Regions from separate parts of the Triticum aestivum genome. Here region 1 is linked to region 2. A link is a contact called in public Hi-C data. All regions are on one chromosome and are shown on one strand. The core of a region is the stretch at or near the end of the contact, and the rest is flanking DNA. Distances in the headings are between cores, read along the strand shown.

The links. A called contact is a pair of places that touch in the nucleus more often than the background predicts.
Region 1: a contact with region 2 is called in a Hi-C map of leaf, with 4 times the contacts expected there. The contact joins the promoter of LOC123129748 here to the enhancer-like site in region 2. A contact is called at or near these places in 4 of 5 Hi-C or Micro-C datasets (leaf and an unstated tissue).

The regions. Positions count from the first base shown.
Region 1 is chr6A:586,277,730-586,283,778 of IWGSC CS RefSeq v2.1, forward strand. LOC123129748 reads right to left here and starts at 3,143. Exons shown (of 2, transcript XM_044549788.1): 1 at 2,897-3,143. The coding sequence starts at 3,143.
Region 2 is chr6A:586,180,267-586,185,949 of IWGSC CS RefSeq v2.1, forward strand. No RefSeq gene overlaps it. Among protein-coding and RNA genes, the nearest start is that of LOC123128724, 5.7 kb to the left of the region's middle. Within about 2 kb of position 2,040, at least 8 of the 8 cell types and tissues checked have an H3K27ac peak or open chromatin away from gene starts, as enhancers often do. A contact at or near this core is called in leaf, where this site is marked.

The DNA.
Region 1 (6,049 bases), core at 1,893-4,392, 99 kb after region 2:
TCGGTGGTTCTGTCTCTGTTCCGGACACGTGCAATTAACCGTGCTTGGACTTCTCTCGGTGGTAGTAACTCCGACGTCTTTGATGGTGCGCTCATGCCGGGAAACATCCCACCGGGGCACCCTGTGGCCGTGCCTTGCCGCCGGTCGAGATCAGCGTCGTCCACGGCCGCGGAAGTTTACCGCACCGAAATGTCAGCTCTGAGCCAGCCACGGAACGTTTCCAGCCGGCCATCATCTGCCAAATTTTCTTCGCACGAGACGAGTAAACGCATTGGACTGCATGCTGCGGTGTCGCGCGCTCCGTGGTTGCTTGGGATAGGATCGCGTCGTGAGGAACGGTTGTGCCACGGAACCGAGGCCAACCACGTACTACCACAGATCAGCACGTGTAGAGCTTTACGCACCTGACCTACTAACCAAAACTGTGCGTTCCTGGTGGGACAAAATTTATGTTCTAACCTTTTGTGCTAACAAAATCAAGAATTGACCTCGTTTGCAAAGAAATTTTAAATCTGATCTTTTTTGGTCACGCTAACATCCTTGACGTTTGCCTTGCACGGAAGACGCCGGAGTTGGTGGCGTTTGGCCCCGGCCCACACTAGCTTAGCTGGCGCTCAAGTGGCACGGCCAGACGCCATGCATCTTGGCGTTTGGGCAAACGCCATGGAGCCTGGCGTTTGGGTTCTCCAATTACGTAACAAGAAAATCATGTGGAGCCTGTCTGATTGTTCTCGTTCAATGTTGATTAGTGTGGTTGCTTAATCAGTGAGGAGGCAGAAAGCTAAGGTATCACGTCAGCAAGGAATCTGCGTTTTTTTTAGAAAAACGTGCGGTTTGGATGGATTAATCTCATGTTAAGTGGCCGTGTACCTAAATTTATTTAGGGCATCTCCAACGCCGATCTGTAAACCTCCTGATACAGTCCGGACCGGGGAAGCTATCCAATGTCAATTTATATTGGTCTGCGGTGTGGTCCGAACGTGATTTCTCCCCCAAACCAGAGACAAAAGTGGAGTAGGTTTGCGGGTGTCCGGACCGATCTCAAGCTCGTTGCTGACCGTCCTGGCCCACCAAAAACCCCTCCCGCCTCCCGCGCATTTTTGGTCAGCGCCGCTCCAGAGGGTCGGCGCCCGCATTCATGCCCGGCCAGAGCAGACGCAACCGCTCACTGGCACCGACATTGAAGCGGCGCGTCGGCCGAGAGAGCGCCGCCCGCGCTGCATCCCATTGCAGGCAACTGTCACGCGTTCAAACGACACGATGGCCGCCCGTTCGTCTGTCTGCCGCCAGGATTGATGACACATACGCGGTTGCCGAGTCTCCTCCGGCGCCAATCGTCCGTCCCTCTACCGCCCATAGTCACAGTCATCCCTCTCCGCACCACTTCCCGCCATGGACCCCCCCCCCCCCCCCCCCCCCCCCCCCCCCCCCGTGCAGCCAAAGCTCTCTGGGACGGGCTGACATCGGAGTAGAAGAAGGCCATGGCCGCCATTACTGCCGACTAGCAGGTCGGCAGGCAGCCGGTGGACGCCTCCTCCGACGTGCCGGCGCCACCCTCCTCTTCCTCCGCGACACCCTCCTCCTCCGCTCCACCCTCACCGGTGCATTGCACCATGACCACCGACAAGCCCCGTGCCCACTATATGGACATGGTGCACGGAGCGGGAGGGCCAGTTTCGAAAGGCGCAGGCCGACGCCAACTACAACCACAACCTTCTCTAGGAGCATCTGCAGGCATAGGAGTAGGTCACTGCCGGCAGGGCCGCCGGGCCGGACGAGGACCTGGCGAAGCAGGAGGCACTACTTGAATCGTACCGCTCCGCCCGCGAGATACACCTCGCCCGCTGGCGATACCCACAGCGGGTGGCGGAAGTGGCGGCCGCCGGCAAGGAGTGCGACGACGAGGCGGGCGAGGCGTTGTTCGGCGCCCCGACAACGAGGAAGAGTAGTGCACGGTAGGTCATCGCCACTCGTGTCCCAAAAAGGCCACCACCCCTCCCGTCCCGTCGACGCCAAGCTTGGGGCGACATGGAGGCGGACAACTTCAATTCTTGTATAAAGGCGGCAGCGGGTTGCCGTTGAAGATGCCCTTAACACCCCTAGTAAGCGCCCGTGTAACCATATAGTATGTTCGGATGGTTTCCTAAGTTCTAGAATACATTTTTTTTTGCTAAATAAAAGCCCACTACCAATTCTTTTAGTTTCCTGATAAGATTAATTAACCTACTACAATTATTGACGGAAGCAAGTCCATTATTGATGCGTGCATGCAGCGCAGTTTCTACATGAAGCATAGCTCCCAAATGCCAATATCTTTTCTTGTCTACTCACAATGGATGGGCTCAAAACGCTAGTTGCATGGCGTTTGCCCAAACGCCAAGATGCATGGCGTCTGGCAGTGCCACTTCAGCGCCAGCCAGGCTTATGTGGGCCAGGGCCAAACGCCACAAAGTCTGGCGTCTCCCGTGTAAGCCAGACGCCAAGGATACTGGCGTGACAAAAAAAGGTCAGATTTAAAATTTCTTTGCAAACGAGGACAATTCTTGATTTTGTTAGCATAAAAGGTTAGAACAGAAATTTTGTGCGTTCCTGGTGTGGTGTCCCATGTTCTACGTTCCGTTTTTTGGTGCCGATGACATGATGTCGACTGGCAGGAAAAGACAGCCATGCATTCCTCTTTCATCCTCTCCAAGAAACTAGGTATGCTCTCTACTCTCTAGCATTATCGAGATTGAGGTGGTGCGGTTGGTGAGATAGACCCTGGAGCGCCTTTGCTGCAAAGAGATGCATGGCACCGCGCCTTTTCTGACAGGTCTCAACGACTCAGCGCGAGATTAACATGAACAATCAGGCTGGCGAGGTGTTCGAGAAGCAGCCGACCGTTCGCCGAACAGACCGATGGAGCACCGCACCGAGAGCACGACCGTGTCGCCCGAGAAAGGACGCGCCAGCCTCATGGACCGTCTGATCCTCCCTGATGCATGCATGCACCTGCACCGTTCCATGTGTACGCTGGCATGGCTCTGCGCGGCCATGTGTGCGCTGCTGCAGATAGCATGGTGTGATGTGCCGAGGGAGCATGCAATGCATATTCCTGCCTTGGACTCCAGCGCATGTATGTCGAGCTCGGCCAGGCTTGCCATGCCAGGTGCACGCTCCGTTTGACTCTGATCGAATCGAACGCGCTGCCGCTATCCGTTCCACGCCCCGCTTTATTGCGCCGAAATGCCTGACCTGATATTTTCCCGCGAGCCGGGTGGCCGACCGACGGCGAACTCCCCGATGTTTCTGCCTCTGCTCGTGCGCCCGCCGACCCGGCACGGCCCGCGTCGCGTTTGTCAACTATTTCGCCGTGGGACGCCGCCGGTTAGTGCCATGCGTGTGCGTGCGTGCACGTGTGTGTGTCGATTATTTCCAGCGCACTGTACGCGCTACGTACACTGAAACGAAAGTCGATCTGGAGATAACTTCGCAGCTACTAGCGCTGGTATGGCAGTGCCGTCTTCTTCATTCGCGGCTCGTGCTCTTGTTCATGTCGCTCTGAGGAGAGGGATACGTACGTCCGACCATACCACGCAACTCCGACTCGCCCATGCTGTACACGAAAAAGAACATGATCCGGCTAACTAGCTAGGCATACGCATGCATGGCTATCGAACTGTTGTAGTACCATCGTCGTGGTGAAATATGATTGGTCGCACGCATCCTATGCGCGCCGTGGAGAATGCCGGAAGGAGTGCAGTTGGCTCTAGTACCATGAAGACTTTTAAATTAATTTGAGTAGGGATGTTGGCATGTTGCCGTCTGTACATCTGTCAGGGGATGCTAATGATTCATCGGCTCTCCGGTGTGCTGCAGCTGGACGGATGATGAGCAAGTGGATAGTGGATATATCTGCTTTTGCTTTCCCGTGGATCTCCGCTTCCATGCAAGAAAGACCGGTCGATCTTTGCCGTGATCGGGAGGGTTTGACCCCACCCATCGCCTCCTGCTAGGAACTAGGCTAGGCACTAGTTCCTAGTAATTCTAGGTGCTCGATCTTCCGAACAACAGATCGTTAGAGCATCTCTAACAGTTTGTCTATATGGATGTCTATATTCGTTTTTCACAACGTGATTTCAAAACAGGCGTCCAACAGGTTGTCTATATGGTCGTCCAAATATACACATCCTCTAATATCGACCTCGACAATGTTCACGCCTGGACAATGCAACGGCCCACCTGTCATGGTCCCTATATATAGACATTCTGATACAAAACTGAACGTGTATATAAGAGAATTTTTTTAGACCATTATCTATATAAATATATAGACATCTAAATATATACATGTTATTGGAGATGCTCTTAGGTGCCTTCACTTTACGGCCGTGGAAACTACGTCGATGCCAATTCAGATCACGAACGATATATACGTTCACTCGATTGAATGGCAGCACTAGCACGCATGATCTCCCTTTACTCGAGGAAACTTTGTCCCACTTCACACTTCACGCAGGTTTGGCTTTTATTTTGAAGCAGCACATCAGGGAAACCTTGTGCGCCGAACACGCCATGTACTACCAGGCTATCTGTCTGCTTTCTTGTCGCTGCAAGCATATCAAGTACGCTGGCTGAAGAAAGCATCGGCTGCTATGCCTCTCCGCTCTCTGGCAATGGATCAACCATCTTATCTCCAACACCGATCTTTTGCCGCGATATCATTTTGAAATTCTATAATGCGCCACGCGCCAAGCCCATACAGTGACAGAAGGAATGCACTTGTTGATACGCCGTACTGCTACTTGCAAATCTTAGGCCTCCTTTGGTTTAGAGGAATTTCATAGGAATTCTAGAGGATAGAATTTTTATAGAATTTTTTCCTTTAAAGCCCTTTGGTTCATAGGAATGGATTTCTATTTCTATATATGATTGGTTCCTATCCTTCACATTTCATAGGAAAATAAAAAAGAGCCTAGACTCAATTACAAAATTCTTTTGATGTCAACCAAATGACATTTTATTTCCTATTCCTACTCATAGGATTTGAGATACATGTCATCTCATTTCCTACAAGATTCCTATTCCTATGATAATCCTATCCTATGAATCAAAAGAGGCCTTAATCAGTAAATTTGCATATCTTGCGCACAAGGTAACTACCAGCATATTCTACATTTTATTTGCTTATGTTATCCTAATCGTATACAAATTGCAGCTACCCACGCACACCTTCCCTTGCTGGATGCATTCCAGAATGACCATTCTGTCCCGCCATTTTTCTTCAGAAAGAACAAACCGTGTGCAAGTGTAGCCACACGCTAGTCAGCTCCTCTGATCCGTATCACCCTCACATTTAATTGTCAAAGCAGAGTCTAATCAAGCTTGTTTACTTTCATGCCATTGTGTTGGCACGATGGGAGACCAGGGCCGAAACGCACCCCAATCCTGCATGCATGTCCCGGCACGTCAGTGCTACTGAAACCAGTTCTAGCTGTCGAAACAGTATGTGTCGTCCTGTAGAAATGATGGAGTATTGGGACACCCGGAGAGCAATGATCATAGATGGAATGGGCATCCATGTCGACCAAGACCACCCGGAGGCTTCACGCAAATGACCAAGAGCACTCGAAATACTGCATTTTTTCTAGCCCCAACTAAAAATCCTTAGTCCCTAAAAAATCTATCACTGTTTATTTTCAGGGACTAAAAAGTCCCTAGTCCCTTCCTAAAGGTTATTAAATGACCATGTTACCCTAGTACTTCCTCCGTTCGGAAATACTTGTCGGAGAAATGCATAAAAATGGATGTATCTAAAACTAAAATCCATCTAGATACATCCATTCCTCCGACAAGTATTCCGGACGGAGGAAGTATATAGAAAAATAACAAACAAACAACACCATGGGGCAGCGGGCAATGGGTGCAGGAAGGGGCATTGTTGAAAAAGTTCCAAAAAAACACTCCTCAAAAGTCTTGTTCATTTAATCCCAAAAAGCAACTTTTAATCCCTAGTAGTCCCTCCTGTTTAATTAAGAAGTCTTAAAAAAACTTTTTCTAGTCCCTACAT
Region 2 (5,683 bases), core at 790-3,289:
CAAGTCCTTATATTTATGTTGAGGTTAGGTACTATTTCTAGATCTACTAACCTAACGTAAAGAAAAGCACAGTCCAAAGAAACACAACAATACCTTATTAACTTGTCTCCTCTTCTACGTTTGCACAACTGTTAATGCAATGTCCAATGTTTTCCGCACTTAAGTAGACTGTTTTTACCAACTCATTTACAATTGATGACACCGTGGTAATTTTGCCGACCAGGTGGGATACTCCCCGGTCACTTTTGTGTGAATATCAGGATAACTCTCATATCACAGACCTGATAACTTATATAACTCAGTCCTGATAATTTTGGCGTAGGGATGGGTGTTGAACAAATATCCCCCGTATCTTTTGATGTGAATAGCATGGTAACCCATACATCGGAGACCTGATAACTTATGCAACCCGATCATGATAACTTTGACGAATAGAGGTGATGAAATATACCCCTGATAACTTTTATGCGAATGTCACGGTAACTCACACATCGCTGACCTGATGACTTATGTACCTAGATCTTGGTAAATTTGGCGACTGGGTGGAGGGAGGCACGTTGATCAATACCCTCGGTTATTTTTTGTGCGAATAGTTTGATAACTCACACATCACAAGCCTGATAATTAATGGGAGAAAAAGATGTGGAAACAAATCTTGATGCTAATAGCTTCCATATTGTAGTTTTATAGCCTAAAAATTCATGCTGAAGCTAAGAATTGAACACAAGACTTCAATATTGAGATCTTAACACAATAGCCAACTCACCCACTATTTGGGTCCTGACAAGTTCAAATAAAATACCACTTTTTTACCATCCGAGGTGAAAAACTTGTTAAAATAAACCACCCGATAACTTCTGTGTAAATAAGATGATAACTTACGTGCAATTAACCTGATAGCTTACATATAAACGCATTGATAAATTTTCACCGTGGGCGAAAAGTTCTAGAAATATGCCCTGATAACCTAGTGCAAATAGCACGGTAATTTACGCATCACACACCCGATAACTTACATACAACACATTTTGATAACTCTTTACAAGTCATAGTTATCACGTTGGTCGTGCCAAAGTTACCAAGCAAAAAAAAATATTATTGCTGGTATGACAGAAAAGTAAAGGTTCAAATAACCTTATTTATATACAATAGACAATAACTAAAAGTGGCTTAGTTAGTTATTGGCCTCAAAGTCTAATGAATAGACTTGGGTTTGAGTCGCGAGAGGAAGGTGAGTTACGATCGTGCAGATCTGTCGCTAACGACCAGTCGACTGGTCGTTAGCACAGCCCCTTTTCCTTTTTGAAACAAATATAGTACCGTTTAGGGGCCTGGTAGCCACTACGCCTGGGGCCCACAACGAGGCCTGGTTCGCGGTGCGCCGCGCCACGTGGGAGGCGGGCGTGTGGGCTCGAGCCTCGAGGCGCCTTGCCGACCTCGCCAAGGTTGCTAGAAACGGGTCCACTCCCTCTCTCGCCGGTTCCCGAAAAGAGTCGCGCCGCGTGGCGCTCAGCCGGGATATTTTTTTTTCGAAACCGCTCAGCCGGGACACTTCGATTTCCCAGGAAACTCGCGTCAAAATATCTGCCTCCCGATGGATGGATAGCCCGATGCCAACCAAGCACCATCCTGTCATCACATGGATGGATCACGACCGTTCCTCGCTGCAATGCAATGCAGATAAAACGTAATCCGTAGGACATTTTGCTTTTCTGGCCTCTATTGGAACTACTGCCCAGTACTCACGGAGGTACCAGTATAGTGGGTTTCGAGTACGTGGCACGTGGTAGGCACTGGATCGATCGGGGACCCGTAACGTACGTAGCAAGCCAAATAAATACGTACGTCGAGACGCACCGGTCAAACGTGATCGAGCCAGCCACGCTTGGTAGGACACATGTCATCCGGATATGCACGGCGCGGTCAGGCAGCAGCAAGCGAGCGTTACTGCGGTCACGCGCCAAAGAATTGGCCGTCGGCCGGAGACGGACGCGGTCGCATTGCGTGACCCATTATTAAACTGCCTCGACCGGACACGCCAGCTGCCACCACCCACCGAAACCCGAGCTACCAGCCGGCCATCCGCCTACCTATAGCCATACTAATACTCCGCCCGTTTCGAATTACTGTCGCAGATATGAATATATCTAGATATATTTTAGTTCTAGATATATTTATTTTTACGAGCAGTAATTTGGACGGAGGAAGTACCTCGTATGCAGGGCACGGTCGCGGCAGCTTGTAGCACGTGAGCTCACTCCGCCGGGCCCGCCCGGCGCGTCTAGTACGGATTTCTTAGAGGTGACGAGAACGGCAAACCACAGTGCTGGGTCTGTGTGTGCACATGGACATGGGAACGGGGGCGTGGTGCGTAGCAGCCGGACGGACTGACCAGAAATGGGCAAGGCAGGCTGCACTCGTGCCTGGGATCTTATCCATCGGCCTATCTCGGCTTATTTTTTTTTCGTAGGCAGGGGCCTGGCATGCAGCGTGGGGCCGCCAGCGGAAGAAGGAGAAAGGCAAAGATGAACGGGAGTATGGTCGGGATGGGACAGTCTGATGGGCCACGTTATCCACTAAGATGGGGCCCGCCTTCCGTGCCGCGCAATCGTACTGGTGCCGCGCTGGCCACAGCTAATCTCAGTACAGTGGCCACCACTGCTGTAGGGAGCCACCCTCAAACTCCTGTACGATTTGCTCCCAAACCTCGTTGCAGAAAAAAAAAACCCTATCAACAGCGAGATGGACCGAACGGTACGAGAATGAATGAATGAATGGATGTAGCTGATTGCCATTGGCCCTGTTTGGATCAAATGGGGTTAGAGCTAGTTTGGGTTAGTTGGAGGCTAAAATAACTCAAAAGTATCCAAACAAGGAGGGTTAGAGTGGGTTAGTTTCATCTAACCCAACTATCCCGGTGGAGAGGTGCTTATTTGGGTTAGTGTGGGTTAAAAATAACTCTAACTCTAACTATGTTAGAGTATCCAAACAGGGCCATTATTATGACTTACGCTCTCTGTACCTCCTCCATCGGTTAACTATAGCTAGTGGCATAGCAGGACGGCTCACTGGATCTGGCGTATCTGCTCTGTTGAAAGCCATACTGTATACGGTACCTTCATCAGTTAACAACGCCGAATAGTAGCAGCGAAATGTACTACATTTGTACATGGGCAGAGCAGGCAACTTTGAGAGGTTGGGAGGGTGAGAAATGGGAGAGGTCGATGTTGAGAGTCTTTGCCAGAAAGTGAAGCACGACATCTGCTAAAGCGAAATCCTAACAGCGGATAATGTAATCAAACGAGGAGCATGCATGGCATGGCATGGCATGGCATGGAGCAGCACTACCAACTTTTGATGAGGGATAATAATGTAAACTGTCGGTCGTACTTTAGTATGTTCTTTTGGCCAGCTTAGCTAGGGAGGGGGGGATGGACCCCTCTGCTTTTTTAAGTGCAGCTCTGGTGATCAGATTAGGTAACGAGCAGGAAACTTAATCCGGTTGCAGCTCAACAGTAATGTCACGGTGGGTCCCCGGGCCGGGCTTCTTGCCCACAACGTGAAGGCAGCGTTTGGCATATTTAACAGGCCCAGCAAATCTTAACAAAGATTCAGCAAGGTTCAGTCGGTCTTACACGCCGCTAGCGAATCCAAGTTGCTACTAGCCTACTACTAGGTACGATCAGCACTGTCGGGATAAGGCTACCGGCCACCACCCAAGTTTACGTGAGTGTGCATTATCCTCTCGAGAATAGTACTTCGATTGGTCACCTCTCGAATACTTGAATGCTTGTTCTGCACCGCGACTGAAGCATCCATAAGAAGAAGAAAAAATGCGGTAATTAACAGTTGTCATGTGGTCGCCCGTGTGTGGCGGTGTGATACACGTTTGGTCTTGGTAGATACCGGCTCTGCATCACGTTTTCTGCTTTGCTCTGCACTGTCCGGTGACCATTTTTTGTTTTGCGGGTACTGTCCGGTGACCGGCGAATCCTCTTCACGGCCGGTGGCGGACGTTGTCAGTCAGGGAGACCACTGTTCCACCACGTTCCCGGTGGTTTTCTGTCTGATCACGACACGTGCAATTTACCATGCTTTGGACTTGTCTCCGTGGTAGCAACGCCGACGTCGATTGATGGTGCGCTCATGCCGGGAAACATCCCACCGTACCGCCGGTCGAGATCAGATGAGGGTCGTCCACGGCCGCGGAAGTTTACCAGCGAAAAGTCAGCTCGGAGCCAGCCACAGAACGTTTTTCCGGCCAGCCAACATTTGCCCAATTTTCGTCGCACCAGCAGTGTAAACGCATTGGACGGCATGCTGCGCTCCGTGGTTACTTGGCATAGGATCGCGTCGTAGGAAACAGTTCTGCCACGGACGGACAGGGGCGGATCCAGAACAAAAATGTACCGGTGTCCACATGCACATCATATATATAATGATGGACAACAAGCAATAATATATATGAAAGAGCACACCCAACAACACAAATTATAATGCAACGAGATCTCTTACCAAAATAAATTGTTTCACATCCACTTGAAATACTAGTTGATTACATAAATTTGAAGAATTAAGCATAAGAACTCGAAACAATGAAAACAAAATATGGTCAGATCACGACATAGGCCAATAGATCCTCGATTCCTACAAAAGAAAATAAAATACACTCAGTACATATTAAATAGACTTCTGCAATGATTCATAAAGTCAAGATCATTACCTTTTAAAATAGCCCTCTACGTTCATTCATGACCTCAAAGCGATCAATGACTGCATCATTGGTAACTTTTCTCATTTCTTCCTTCTCCACATAGCAAATAAGGTTGTGATTCAATGCATCATCACCAAGACGATTGCGCAAAAATGTCTTCACAATTTTCATGCCCGAAAAACATCTCTCAACTGTAGCAGTGGCAACAGGCAATACAAGTGCTAGATTCACAAGCTGATAAACCAAAGGATACACAATATGTTTCTTGGTCTCCACCATTTTTTGAGAGAGCTCACAAATATTATTTATGCCAGAGAAGCGTTCATCTACTCGAACATCGGCAATGTAAAGACGGAGGTGATGTGTAAGGTCCCTCAGTTCTCCATCATCAAAATATTTTGGATAAAGTCTAGCGAGATCCATCAAATGCTCTAAATTGAAATCTTTGAATGATTCTTTTGGGCTCAAAGCAGCTAAGCAAATTAGTAGCTTAGAATTTTTCTCATTAAATCGGTTGTCAAGTTCTTGAAGCAGCCAATCAATAACATCATTGAAACAATCCATTTCGTAATGATGCTTATTAGTGATACCTGTTTTTTGACGTGGCTTCTTTGGATTGACATATTGCTCTTCCATTTCCAACTTGGAAATCTCATGTTTGTCACAAAAAGCATAAGCTTCACCCAAGATTGATTCCCATCCATTCCTCCTTAAATCATTCAATGTGTCTTTGGTTGACTGCACACAATGTACAGCATTTACAATGTCTTGATTCTTCCTTTGTAGAGCCATTGATAATGTGTTTGTGATAGCCAATATTGTGGACATAAGCTGCAGGTAGAACACAAAATCAAATGATTGGAAATAAACAAGGAGACCACATGCTTGCCTTCTGTTTGTGTCATCCCTGTCCTGTTCTTCCACATATTCTAGCACTTTAATAACTGTAGGGAACAAATCAATCAAACT